Regions from separate parts of the Neogale vison genome. Here region 1 is linked to region 2. A link is a contact called in public Hi-C data. All regions are on one chromosome and are shown on one strand. Each heading gives the region's core, a stretch centred on a gene start, on an enhancer-like site or on the middle of the called end of the contact. The rest is flanking DNA. Distances are from core to core; before and after follow the strand shown. Region 1 holds the start of LOC122904168 (profilin-1). Region 2 has its middle 35 kb from the start of PDIA4.

What was found. A called contact is a pair of places that touch in the nucleus more often than the background predicts.
Region 1: a Hi-C map of fibroblasts shows a contact between it and region 2, with 4 times the contacts expected there. The contact joins the promoter of LOC122904168 here to the enhancer-like site in region 2. A contact is called at or near these places in 3 of 3 Hi-C or Micro-C datasets (fibroblasts, muscle and tongue).

Annotation. Positions count from the first base shown.
Region 1 is chr4:224,738,680-224,745,488 of ASM_NN_V1, reverse strand. It overlaps LOC122904168 (profilin-1), which reads right to left and starts at 3,407. Exons shown (of 1, transcript XM_044244642.1): 1 at 2,630-3,407. The coding sequence starts at 3,296. The coding sequence ends at 2,874. It overlaps LOC122904169 (cationic amino acid transporter 3-like), which reads right to left and starts at 167. Exons shown (of 2, transcript XM_044244643.1): 1 at 1-167. The coding sequence starts at 138.
Region 2 is chr4:224,692,914-224,699,933 of ASM_NN_V1, reverse strand. No RefSeq gene overlaps it. Among named protein-coding and RNA genes, the nearest start is that of PDIA4, 35 kb to the left of the region's middle. Within about 2 kb of position 5,008, the one cell type or tissue checked has open chromatin away from gene starts, as enhancers often do. A contact at or near this core is called in fibroblasts, where this site is marked.

The DNA of each region.
Region 1 (6,809 bases), core at 2,158-4,657, 47 kb before region 2:
CAAGGTGCTGCCCACAACCAGGGCCACTAAATCCAGGGTGCTCAGGCATCGGGCAAGGCGAGTCTCAGCCATGCCTGGCTCCAGCGCCCATCTGTGTACCAGCTTTTGACCCACTCTGCGAAGGGCCCGCCACAGCATTCTAGCTGAAATTGCAGAGAAGCCTAAGATCAGAGAGCTGTTCCAAGCCCAGGGAGAGGCGAGTCTCAGATTGGGTTGGGTGAGGCTGAGTTAAGCCGAGTTGGGTCGGGGCTACCGACTTCGTTGTTCAGGCTTCAAAGCTGCGGCTTGGGGCGAACACAGGTGTTTTAAACATATCTCCTGGAAAGTGTTGAAGACAGTTCTGTGCAGCCTTTATCCCTCACTACTGCACCTTGTTGACATGACTACATCCTGTAGGATGTGACGGTGTCCTATGGTATGTACTCAAAGGCTTATTTAATTGAATCAAACTATCCATTTCAGGTTGTGTTCCTCCAGTTAGAAATGAGTGTCTGTGGCAATTCCACTGCCTGACTCCCTTATGGGTCCCTCCAAGACACACGTTTTCTTCTTGAAATGAGAACCTGCGTATTCAACATTCCACCTCTGCCAGGGTGAGTGTCTTGTTTGTGTGAAGTGTCTGTTAACTTGTAGAAGGAGGGCCAGGAGAGTCAAAAGTTCTTCCTGGAATTATGTCATCAAAGCCTCGCCTGCCTTACACATTGAAAAGTCTGGCTTCTCAAGATCCGTGTCAGAACCCTTAATGATAGGAACAGTAGAAGGTTTCTAAACATTTCTGATGGGGACAGGTGTGGAGCCGTCCTGAGACTAAAGCAGGTGTGTTTGTGGCTCCAGGTGGCAGTGTCCTTTTGATGATGTAGCCATCTGTTTCTAAGCACCGATGGAGGAGAATCTGGATGAGCGGAAGAAGGAACTTTTCACGGGGCACCTGGTTGGCTCAGTCGGTTAAACATCCGTCTATTGATTTTGGTTTGGGTCACCAACTCAGGGTTGTGAGCTTGAGTCCTACATTGGGTTCCATGTTTTGCGTGGAGCCTGCTTGGGGTTCTCTCTCTCTCTCTCTGCCCACCCTCCATCTCCCCATGAGTGCTCTCTTTCTCTCTCAAGGAAAAAAAAAAAGGAACTTTTTAAAAAAAGGTTTTGTTTATTTTTTTGACAGATAGGGAGAGAGTACAAGCAGTGGGAGTGGGAGAAGCAGGATCCCTGCAGAGTAGGGAGCCCGATGCGGGGCTCGATCCCAGGACCCTGAGATCATGACCCAAGCCAAAGGCAGACACTTAACCAGCTGAGCCACCCAGGCACCCCAAGAAGGAACTTTTCTCACATGTTATGAGGAATATCTATGAGACTGATCTCTCTAGGCCTGATGTGTTTTTGTTGAACATTTGAGAGTAATTCATCAGTCAAAGACCAACCAGGTTTCAGCAATTCTGTTTGCTGCTTGGCCAGACTTTACTCTGACGTCCAGGTAGGATTCTCTGACTCGCCCCCTCCAATGACTTTTAAAGTCATGTACATTTATTTTTGAGTCACTTGCTGTTGAAGATTCAGCAGTGGTTTAGGAAGTGATCCACACAGGCGTGAAAGAGTGTAACTGCACAGAAAGTGATCCCCTTTCTCCAGCCCCTTAGGGTTTTCCTGCAGGGAGAAGAGAAAATGCCTGCAATTTTACTATTTGAAAATCATGTCATAACTTTTTTATTCAGTGAGGATGACTTACATGGGGGGAAACACCCTCTTTCCTGCTGGGTAGGAATGAGGAAGGATGTGACCCTAAGAACTTCTCAACCAACATATGGAAGCAGAACTGAGAGACCGGGAGACCTCTTCCTGTTCTTCCTGTTGGGCCCTGGAGTAAACTGTGCCTGAACTCCTACCACCCCTGGCTCTCCAGTTATGCGAACCAGAGACCTCTCCCTCTTATTTAAGGTGTCTGGAGTTGAGTTTCCTCTTACAAAATAGGGTCCCAAGAGACAAGGAAATTGTTGAGAGAAGGGGGGGTTGTATGTAGTAAAGATGAAAACGTGGAAGGGAGGGACGTAATGAGTGTCCTGGTCTGAGAAGTTGACCGTCTTCACTAGGTAGTAACGGTCACCTGTTGAGTCCTGGGGCTCGGAGCAGGTACCTACTAGCATGTAGCCCTGGGAACGTGGGCAGTAGAAAGAACATTCAGGTGTTGCAGCTTGCTTGTTCGGCCCCCAGGAAGTTTCTAGGACAAAAAAAAAAAAAAAAGATGGGGCACCTGGGTGGCTCAGTGGGTTAAAGCCTCTGCCTTCGGCTCAGGTCATGATCCCAGGGTCCTGGGATCAAGCCCCACATCGGGCTTTCTGCTCAGCAGGGAGCCTGCTTCCCTTCCTCTCTCTGCCTGCCTCTCTGCCTACTTGTGATCTCTGTCTGTCAAATAAATAAATAAAATCTTAAAAAAAAAAAAAAAGAGAGAGAGAGAGACAACGTTAAGCCATCAGGACCTTCCTGCTTTTCAAGAATACAGGATAGTTGTTTGTAGAATGCCCCTTAGATTGGGTGTGTCTGCTGTGTCTTTGGGATGTGGTTTGGGTTATTTGCCCACGGCAGGGAGCTGTGCTGTGTTCTCAATGCACGTGATTTTTTTTTTTTTTTTTTTTTAGTAGAATCTTTTTTATTCAGAAAAAAAAAACCCAAAAAACAAAAAAAGTTTTCCAACCACACACAGGAGGGGTTTGGGTAGGGGGAGGTGTCTGTCCATCCAGCCCCAGCCCCCAGCCCATGTGGTTTTGGCAGCAATAAGGGGTGTGGGGTAATGGCCCAAAAAATAAAAATGGTGTATGTGTGTGTCTGGGAAGGACAGGGGTGCAAAAGCCATGGGGAGTGGTGGGGGGCAGGGACGGACGAGGTCAGTACTGGGAACGCCGCAGGTGGGAGGCCATTTCATAACATTTCTTGTTGATCATACCACCGTGGACACCTTCTTTGCCCATCAGCAGGACTAGCGTCTTGGCAGTCATGGTGACAGTGATGTTGAAAGTGGGGGCTCCACCGGTGCTCTTGGTACGAAGGTCCATGGTAAACTCCCCATCCTGCAGCAGTGAGTCCCGGATAACAGAACATTTCTGGCCCCCAAGTGTCAGCCCGTTCACGAAAAAACTTGATCGGTCTTTGCCAACCAGGACACCAACCTCAGCTGGCGTGATGTTGACGAAGGTCTTCCCGGGGACGGCGGCCCAAACGGAGGGCGAGTCCTTATAGCCCACGATGGCCGCGTCCTGACAGGTCCCGTCCGCCATGAGGTTGTCGATGTAGGCGTTCCACCCGGCCATGGCGCTGCTGCGGGGGCTGCTCTCGGCGCTGCTGCTGGGGTGGCGGGCTGGGCTCGGGGGCCTCGGGCTGGCGGGCGGGGGGAGGCGGAGAGCTCGGGGCGCGCGCTGCCGTCCGGACCGCGGCTCCGCTCGGCTGTGCAGCAGCCCTCGCACCGCCACCTCAATGCACGTGATTTTGATTCATTCCGTTACTGATGATGTTCACCTTGATCACTTAGTTAAGGTAGTATCTGCCAGATTTCTCCTCTGTGAAGTTACTTTTTTTCTTCTTTGTTATTATTAAACATGCGGTGCTTTTGTGGGACTGTACTTTGAAACCATGCAAATATCCCATTCCTCATCAAATTTTTCATTTATTTAGCTGTATATATATATATATTAAAAGATTTTAGTTATTGGAAGAGAGAGCACAGAGGGAGAAGGAGAGGGAGAAGCTGACTCCCTGTTGAGTGGAGAGCCCAATGCAGGGCTCAATCCCAGGACCCTGAGATCACAAGGAGCTGAAGGCAGAGGGTTAACCAACTGAGCTCCCCAGGCGCCCCAATTTAGCTATGTATTTTTTATCTGTATGGACTCACAGTTTCCTATTTTATTCTTATTTTATCCAATGGTTTACAATCCTTTCCTATCTGTATTTATTGCGATGCTCTAATTATCCCAAGTTTGGCCTGTGGGGGCTCCCCTTACACAGGGTTTCTGTGTCCTTTTGACCCCTTCCCATCATTCTTGAGCAACTTCCTTTGTTCTCTGGCACAAGCCGTTCCAGGCACATCTCCTAGATTCCCTGACTGAGCATTGGAGCCCAACATTTCCACGAGGAGCCCTGGTTCCTTGCGGCGGGCAGTGGATTAGAAGCCAAGGTCTGGTGTTAGGTGTGCTCATTGCCCCTCGAGGGTTGCTACTCCCAGGCTGTCTCAGTGGCTTGAGCAAGGACATGCATACGTATAGCAGACACATGTTTACATGTACACTCCTTTCCCTTTCTCTTTTTTAAAAATGATGGCCCGGGTCATGACACTGGAGTCCCAGGATTGAGTCCCGCAGCTCCACGGCGAGTCTGCTTCTCCCTCTGACCTTCTTCCCTCTCATGCTCTGTCTCACTCTCTCTCTCTCAAATAAATAAAATCTTCAAAAAAAAAAAAAAGTAAAAAATGATTGCCCAGCAATACTGTCAATTTCAGTCTGACACCGCAGTGTCCTTTCCAGTTTTTTCCCTTCTCATATTTGTAACTCTGTCTTAGACAGTATAAAGCTTTGTGCTGAGGCACCTGGGTGGCTCAGTGGGTTAAGCCTCTGCCTTCGGCTCAGGTCATGATCTCATGATCTCATGATCCCAGGTTCCTGGGATCGAGCCCCACATCGGGCTCTCTGCTCAGCGGGGGCCTGCTTTCCCCTGCCCCTCTGCCTGCCTCTCTGCCTACATGAGACCTCTGTCTGTCAAATAAATAAATAAAATCTTAAAAAAAAAAAAGAAGAAGAAGAAGAAGAAGCTTTGCGCTCATTATCCTTAATATATTTACTTATCTGGCCAGCCCCCCTGTATGTAAGCCATCCCACATGGCCACTGCTCCCTGCCCTGATCACCCCTGCTGCTCTGACGCTCTGCTCTGGGCTGCCCCAATCCCCCCAATCCTCCCACTGGTGGGGATGCTTACCTCACTGGGCTCCATGTAGTGATTTTGGAAAGGAGTGGTTCAAGAAAGGAAGGGAAGAGAAAGACAAGGGCAAGGAAAAGGCAGAGACACCGTTCATGGAAATGGGTTAGTTGACAAGACGAATCAATGTGGAAGTGGAAAAAAACATAAGAGATAATGTAACATGACTGAAATTAACCCCGACAGTGAATCTAGAGTTATAGATTTGGTAATCATTTCAATAAGGGTGATTCTATTGCTATAAAATGAGGAGTAGGTAGGGGCATCTGGGTGGCTCAGTCAGTTGAGCATCTGACTCTTGATCTGAGCTCAGGTCATGATCTCAGGATCGTGAGATCAGGCCCAACCTCATTGGGCTCTGTTCTCAGCAGGGAGTCTGCTTGAGATTCTCTCTCTCTCTCTCTCTCTTTCCCTCTGCCCCTCCCCCTGCTCACACTTGTGCCCTCTCTGTCTCAAATAAATAAATAGATCTTTTTAAAAAAATTCAGAATATTTCACTGGGATCATAAACAATCACAGCAAAGTGTGACAACCACAAGTGGATGTTTGCAAAGTACCAGGTCAAAGGACATCAGCAGGAAGGAAAGCAGCCCTGTGCATCCGACAGGCCACTGATATGGCCAGGCACCATCTCTGTCCTCAAGAACTCACAGTCTCGTGGGCAGAAAGAGGAATACAGGGACAGATACAGTCCAGTGGAATGAGTGCCAGGCCAGGGGGAGAGCACCAGGGGGAGGACAGTGCACTGGAAGGACACTGGACCAGAACTGGAGGGGCCAGGGAGACTGCCGCAGAGAAACTGGCACCTCAGCTGAGTCTCAACCCCATGACAAGGGGTGGCTGCTGCCCAAGTAGACTAGAAGCTAATAAAAATGCAGGCCAGCTGGGCTCACAGAGCCAAGGAGGAAAGGAATGTATCTTTCCACAAAGAGGTCCATGTGTGGTCTATGAAAGAAGGCAGTTTCAGAAGGAGGAAGTTAAGACCCTCATAGGAGGGGCCCCTGGCTGCCTGGCTCAGTCAGTAGAGCATGTGACTCGATCTTGGGGTCCTGAGTTCGAGCCCCACGTGGGGATGTGGAGATCACTTAAATAAAAACCTTTAAAAAAAAGATTCACACATGAGACGGCTGTGCTGCTCCCTTGGCCCTTCCCGGAGCACATGCCAGGTTCCTCACTATCTCCTGGCACCTGCTTCCTAAACTACAAGTTGGAGGAAACCAGTCCACCTCACCGTGGCATCTCTGTGCAGACCCTGAGAGTCCCAAACCAGACTTGATAGCCCAGACGGAAATGGGGTGAGAGCCAGTTGCTCTTTGGGAATGGAGGGGAAGGGAGAGAGAGGAGGCAGTTAACCTCCATGCTATTCAGCATGGGGGTTGGGAGAGAGTCAGAGCATGACTGGTTTGGGGATAAGGGCCCTGACATCTGAGACTCTGCATACAAGTCCCTTTTCTTTGTCTCCTTGGCATGGTGACAGCTTTGGGGTTTTGAAAGAGAGTGAACTAGAGGAGAGAGCACATTGCTCTTCTAGACAAGGAATAAGAGATGCTGGTTTGTTCACTGACCGATTTATCAAACTGATCTCAAAAATAAGACAAAAACCTCAAGATGTGACCAAGACTTCATCTCTAGAGATAAGCTAAAGGTAGAGTTCCCTTTCAAAGGGAATTGATGCTTTTTCATGTATACAATATATAATGAGAGCCATGGACAAAATTGTTATTTCCTAAGTCAATCGGAGAAAGACAACTATCATATGATCTCCCTGATATGAGGAAGTAGAGAAGCAACATGGGGGGTGAAGGGGGTAGGAGAAGAATGAATGAAACAAGATGGGATTGGGAGGGAGACAAACCAT
Region 2 (7,020 bases), core at 3,759-6,258:
TATATAGTTGGGTCTGCTTTTCCCAGGGAGCAAAACAGAGCTGTTAACTCTGCGCCCTTTACCTCCAGTTCCAGAATGTTCCTGCCCTTGTTGCTCCAGATTCCTTTCCTTCTTCTGTTCTTTGCACTGAAGTCAAACTGGGTCTTTCTGAGGTTGGCCTGACACTTGAACGCAAATCCGTTCTACTTGCCTTCCCATAGTCATCGTTGCTTCTGACCTTGGGCTTCGGTGCTTTGTCCCTTTGATTTCTTAAGTTCTAAGCAGCGTCCAAGGGTTTGGGGTTGTTTCAGATGCCTCCTCCTCCTGTTGTCGTAGTGGTTTCCGTTTTCTCAGTTTGGTTTTTGTAGGAGGAGGAGGAGATTGGGGATCGTGGGCTATGGGGGTGGCATCCCTGTCCTTCTGGAGGGAGGCGACTGCCAGGATGGAAGAGCGGCTGCTTCCAGGGGGTGGAGCTCTGCACGGTCTTGAGGCCCCCGCAAGCAGAGACTATATCCTACCCCTCCGCGTTTTCTCCCCACTTCAAGGGGCTGTCCCACGGGTCACATGGGGTAAACAGCCAAAGGAGGTCAGCGCTGATTGGGCAGCTCTTCCAGAACCCTGGGCTGGCTGAGCCACTCCAGACAAACGGGACTTGAAAAGAGACGCCCTAGTGACGAGTTGCTAATTTTATATTCTCTTTCCCAGGATGCTCGGCAGTGCATCTGATTCTGGTTGTTAAATACATTTCTCTAGCTGTTATAACGAGATGCACCGAGGAACTGTTAAAGGATGCATATGATCGATACTGTGAATATAGTTATTTATGGGCCATGACCGAAATGTCACTGTAAGCTAAAAATGGGCAAAGTCTCGAGCCTTAAATACTTCAAGCCGTATGAAGGAAACTGGCTGGTCCGAAGGTAGTGAGTCATCTCAATTGATTGTTCACAGTCAGTTACAGATTGAACTCCTTGTTCTACTCTTTCCCCCCTTCTCACTACTGCACTTGACTGGTCTTTTGCTGAGTCCCCCTCCCCCTACCACATTAAATTCGTTCTCCACTTTTCTTTATAAAAATGTCAAGTCAAGGGGCCATTGGGTGGCTTGGCGGGTTGAGTCTGTTCGGTGGGCTCAGGTCATGATCTCAGGATCCTAGGGTCAAGCCCCAGACGGGGCTCTCTGCTCAGCAGGGAGCCTGCTTCCCCCTTTCTCTGCCTGACTCTCTGCCTACTTGTGATCTCTGTCAAATAAATAAATAAAATCCTAAAAAAAAAAAAAAAAATTAAGTCAACACTACCAAGTAGTGCTGCTATGTTTGTATCATCAAGGTAAGGGCTGGAAATACAAAACGATATTTTAAAATATAGTCCTTCACCTTTAGGACCTAATGATGAGCTTGGGGAAGCCAACACAGACCCTCCTCCCTGCCCCCCAAATCAAATAGAGATGATGAAGGTAGTATATATATTTTAAGAGATCAAGGAAAGGAAATAAAAAGGCCTTTATTTTTCTCACTTTTTAATAGCGTGTTTTTTTATTCCACAAATCTTTATTGAATACCTGCTACCTGCCAGTAACTCTTTTTTTTCTTCTCCAATGTTTATTTAATTCTAGTTAGTTAACATGCTGTTCAGTGATGAACTCAGTGATTCATCACTTACGAACAGCACCCAGTGCTCATCACGACAAATGTCCTCCTGAATCCCCATCGCCTCTCCAGCCCATCTCCCACCCGCCTCCCTCCATCAACCCGCAATATGTTCTCTAGCATAAAGAGTCTTTAATGGTTTGTTTCCTTCTCTTTCTGGTTTTTCCCCTTCCCCTGTGTTTATCTGTTTTGTTTCTTAAATTCCACATGCGAGTGAAATCATATGGTATTTGTTTTTCTCTGACTTATTTCACTTAGCAGAACACACAAGCTCCATCTGTGTTGTTGCAAATGACAAGATTTCATTCTTTTTGATGGCCGAGTAACATTCCATTGTACAGACATACACCCTATCTTGATCCCATCATCAGTGGAGGAACACGGGCTGCTTCCACAGTGTGGTGTTGCTGATGATGCCGCTGTAAACATCCGGGGCAAGTGCCCATTGAATCTGTATTTTTGTGTCCTTTGGGTGAATGCCTAGTAGTGCAGTTGCTAGATTATCGGGGGGGGGGGTTCTATTTTAGAGTGGGGTTTCTTTTGATTTCTGTATTCCTTATGTCATTTGCAAACCAAACCAAACCAAACACCAAAGGAAAAGTCTTTGATGATGTGCAAGGATTTTTAAATGTGTTGAGTATCCGCAGAATGAGAGACTAAAATGTGATGACACAACTTAATGGGCAAAATTAGGAGACATTTCAAAGTTGGCAATCCCGTTAAGTTTTGAAGACAGAGATATGGACATTCTCAAGGAGGAAACATTTAGGAAGAAGAAAAACCAAGTCCGGGAGTCTGGGGACAGACAAGAAGGTAGAGAAGGGAGAGTGCATTGTGGGACACTCAGGTGGGGCCTCCGAGTCCCTTCGTCATCCTGGTTCTGCCCTTACACTCTTGTGTAACCTTGGGACCCATTCAGCTGCCTCCTCCTCTGTAAGCAGGGGTCATGACACTGATTCACCTTTCTCCTTTATGAAATGGAAGTGTAATTCCTTTTTTTTTTTTTTATTTTAAAATTTTGAGTATTTATTTGATAAAGCACAAGCAGGCAGACAAAAGGACAGGGAGAACCAGAAGGAGGCTTCCCACTGAGCAGGATGCAGGCTCGATCCTGAGACCCTGGGATCATGACCTGCGTGGAGAGCAGGCACTTAGTGGACTGAGCCACCCAAGCACCCTAGAAGTGTAATTCCTAACAGGGTCAGAAGCAAGGTGTAGTGCCATATGCCGGCCACAAATGTGTATCTAATAAAGGAAGCTATTTGGTTTGTTCTCATAGGTTCTCATAGGTGTAGGCAATCCGGGAACACACTGGATTTCCCTAGTGCTTCTGTGAGCACTGTCTTGTGGAGTCTCAAGGTGACCCCATAGGGAGGTAAGACAGTGTTATGAGCAGCACCCTAGGATTTAGAGACCAAGGGCTCCGGTGGGTGTTCTCGATCTGAATCTCATGCCCTTTCCTGTACACTGCCCTGCTTCCTCAGTAATAGATACACATACGAGGCGGACCACCTTACCTACAGTGGCTTGTTCAAGCCAATTGATTAGCTATGATCATACCCCAGCAATTAACACAGGATTACCATGGCTGAAGAGCAATGAGTGATACTCTGAGGAAACAACGGTCTGCTGGCCATGGCCAAATGCTCCACGCTTGCCAAAGAAAATCCCCAGTTCGTACTGTATTTTATAAGATGCAAAATATGTTCATATTATTCATTTCACAATATTCTTTACAACCCAGTTAGGTTAGTGGGGCAGACATTACCATTCCACAAATGAAGAAACTGAGTCTCTGAGAACACATGGGTAGCTCACGGCCCACCACAGAGTTCACGACTTGTGGGACCAACATAACTTTTCTTCTTCAAGAGCTCTCTCTGCTACCCCACAGTGAAAAACCCACAAAGTGGAATGCCTGGGTGGCTCAGTCTGTTGAGCCCCCAACTCTTGATTTTGGCTCAGGTCATGAGCTCAGGGTCCTGGGATGGAGCCCTGCAGCGGGCTCCACGCTCGGGTAGGAGTCTGTTTGAGATTCTCTCCTTCCCCCCACACTTGGTATCTCTCTCTAAAATAATAAATAAATCATTAAAAAAAAACACCACCCTGACAAATAATGGTAACAAAGCCATAAATCAACTGCTGTGGTGACCCAATCAATGGAAACATGTCCTTCAAACACAAATCTAGAGCAATTCCAGATAGGTCGGTAATAAAATGAGATCGGGTTCAGGGGATATAAGTAATTGATGGTGGAATAAACGTCAACAGGGACACAGAGGAACTTGAGAGCAGAGTCAGTTTCTCTGACCCTAAGAAAATCTCATCCTGTAGGCTAGGGGACTGCACAACCCCGTTAGTCTTGATGAGATGCGTCTCCTCTCCTGAGGATTCCTAGCCAGATAATAATACCTGAGAAGCAATAATGAATGGCCGGACCAGAGTAATAGAATAACTCTAGAAGGAACAGTGTCCAGCATTACTTCTTTCCTGAGACTCATGTGACTGAGATAGGGTTGCCAAATAAAATACAAGATGCTAAGATAACAATGATTTTTTTGTATATCCCAAATATTGCATGGTATATTCTGCTGTGTATTTGCTAGTGTATTTGCATACACTGTAGTTTGAAGCCAAAATGATCTTGATTTGCAAAAACCTGGCATTTGAAAAGGGAAAGGGGATTTTTTTCAATACCAAAATCTTGATGTTTTACTGGAAAAGCAAAGCTTGGTGGACCCAGGGTGTGGAGCTAATACCATGAACCACAGAGTCAGCGGAATGCATAAGGGTCCACGGGCAGTTTGTCGAGGGTTCAGAAGAGACTAAAGCATCCCTTCTGCCAAGCCATAACATCCTTGGGATTTCCTTTGTCATCTTTCTCTGTGTTTTCTGTGAACACAAACTTCTAGATACATACATTGTTTTGCTTTACAGAGTGACGCAGAAGCATGCTATGCGAATTACTTTGCAACTTGCTTGTGCTCTTTGCACTCCATTATGCTACCCCCTTGCTCTCCTGCCCTCGCTCCGGCACACCTGACACTGGGGATAAGGAGGCACATGAAGCGTGGTTCATTCCCTAGGTCACCTAAACCCTGGCTCCCCCTGTTTCCAAGAAAATCTGGAGACAAGAGGACGTTCCTTTTCAGCATGATCCATGCAGACCCCAAAATGCTGCTGTCTAGCAGTCCTCTCTCCTGGCAGGTCTTCATCATGCACAATGCGTTTACTGGTGTGTTTAAGAAACCGTCAGTCAGGAGCTAGTAGTTGCCTGGCCTATAGGGGGAAAGAATTGCGGCCCCTACCTTCCCCCCGCGCAGCAAAAGGCTAGTCAAGTGAAGCAGTGGGAGTGGAGAAGGAACAAAGAAATCTGTAACTGGCTGTGATCAATTAATTGTAAACACCACTGCACTCGGACCAGCCGAAGAAAAGGTGCCTATTGCCAGTTATATAAGTCTCCAAAGTTCTTTCTTCTCTTCACTTAGGGTGATTATAGTAGGAATTACTTTTAAACGTCTAAATAAAGTCTTCATATATAAACCACGTATTTTAAAGACAAAAACACGAGACAACTCTGTCGAGAAAAAAGTCTTTCTCTCTTCAATGGACTTAAGAGAGCTCCGGGCCAGGCTGCTCAGAGCATTGTGGGTGATTTGCATGCAAACAAGTAGCGGCCACATCCACCAGAATCCAAAAGGTGGGTGCTGGCGGTTCTGTTAAGTACACCGAAGTGACACGATTTGCCTTAAATCTGCATTTGTCTTGTCAGGGCGTCTTCCTAGGCAGGACGCTTGTGGGGACGGCATGTGGGGGGCGGATCTCTTCCGCCTCTCCGAACTGCCCTTCCCGGGACGCAGGTGCAGGGATGCTCGGCGGCCCTGCGCCCCCAGCCCGGAGCCCGACCGCCTGGGGCCTGATCTTCTTCACCCGCCCGGCGTCCTCGCTCGTGCTTTACCGGCCAGGCTCCATGGCAGTGGTCTGCCGCTCTCACCAAGCGATTTTGTTTCTACGAGAACTGGGTGCTGCCAGCCCCCGTCCCGGGAGAGGATCCGGGGGTCCCCCCGTGCGAACAGAAGGGGACGTGCATGGAGGCCGAGACGGCATATTAGTGGAAGTCAGTTTTACAATGCTGCCAGGCCGAAAAGACGCGCGAGGTAACCGCAGACAGAAGTCGTGGGACGAGCAATTTCCTTGGTTTCCCCCGGGACCTGGAGGCGCGTCTCCCGGGGCCCTTCCCCCGCCCTTCCCCCGCCCGGCCGGGACTGCGCAGTCCCGTCTGAGCGCGCGTCCGCGTCCCGGAGCTTGGCGGGCCGCGGGGTACCGTCTGCCGACCCGGGTGCACAGCCAGAGGTGGGCGCGCGGCGCTTGGGGGAAGTTCTCATCTTCGGGTCCAGCAGCCGCGACCCCCTGCTTGACCCCGGATGGGGTCATTTGGAGCATTCTTCTGTACGACCGATATTTTCAGTCCTACCCCTGTAATCATCAGGACTGATCGCTCTTTCCTTCGTTTGTTTTAAAACAAGCGACTGACAATTTGAAAAGGAAGAAATGTACATTTTAAAGATTTTATCTAAAGTCGGTAAATTATTTCACGTATGAATTAAAATTTGCACTTACTAAATAAAAATATCATAACTCGCAGTTCCCCCTGTGGCTGCCTGTAGAAAATAGACTTTTAAATTTTAAATGGAAAAAAAAATCAATATTAATTTAAAAACCAATTTAAACGAATTTATTTTAAAATAAAACTTCAAAATTCATCTAAATTAATTTTAAATTAAGCTTTCACAAATAACAATTCCAAGTGGTGACATAGGATGATAAAAATCAAGTCTCTCAAGTTCTGTTTCTTGTCTGAACAATCACTATCTTACGATTTTTCAGTGTTGTTAATAGACTTAACTTTTAGGGCAGTTTTAGGATCACAACAAAATTGAACAGAATAAATTTTTCTTGGGGTTTCTTCTCTGACTCATGGGTTATTTGCAAGTGTGCTGTTTAATCACCAAGCATTTTGGATTCCCCAGCTATCTTTCTGTTACTGGAGTGCAGTTTAATTCTTTTGCGGTCTGGAGCAGACATTTTACGATTTCTAGCCTTTTAAATTTGTTAAGGTGTGTTTTATGACCCAGAACTGGTCTGTCTTGGTGAATGTCCCATGCGCGCTAGAGAAGAATGTAAATTCCACTTTTGAATGAAGTGGTCCATAGATGTCCACGTAACTTTTCATAATGTTGAATCCTGGGGAACCACAGGAACTCCCTCCTCAGACAAATAAATGCTCCAGCTGAGTCCACAGGTACTTGTTGACTCTATGCCCAAGGGTTCTCCAAATTAACTTCCATACAGAATAGGATGTGTATTAAAGGGAGCATTTAAAATAGGCGAAT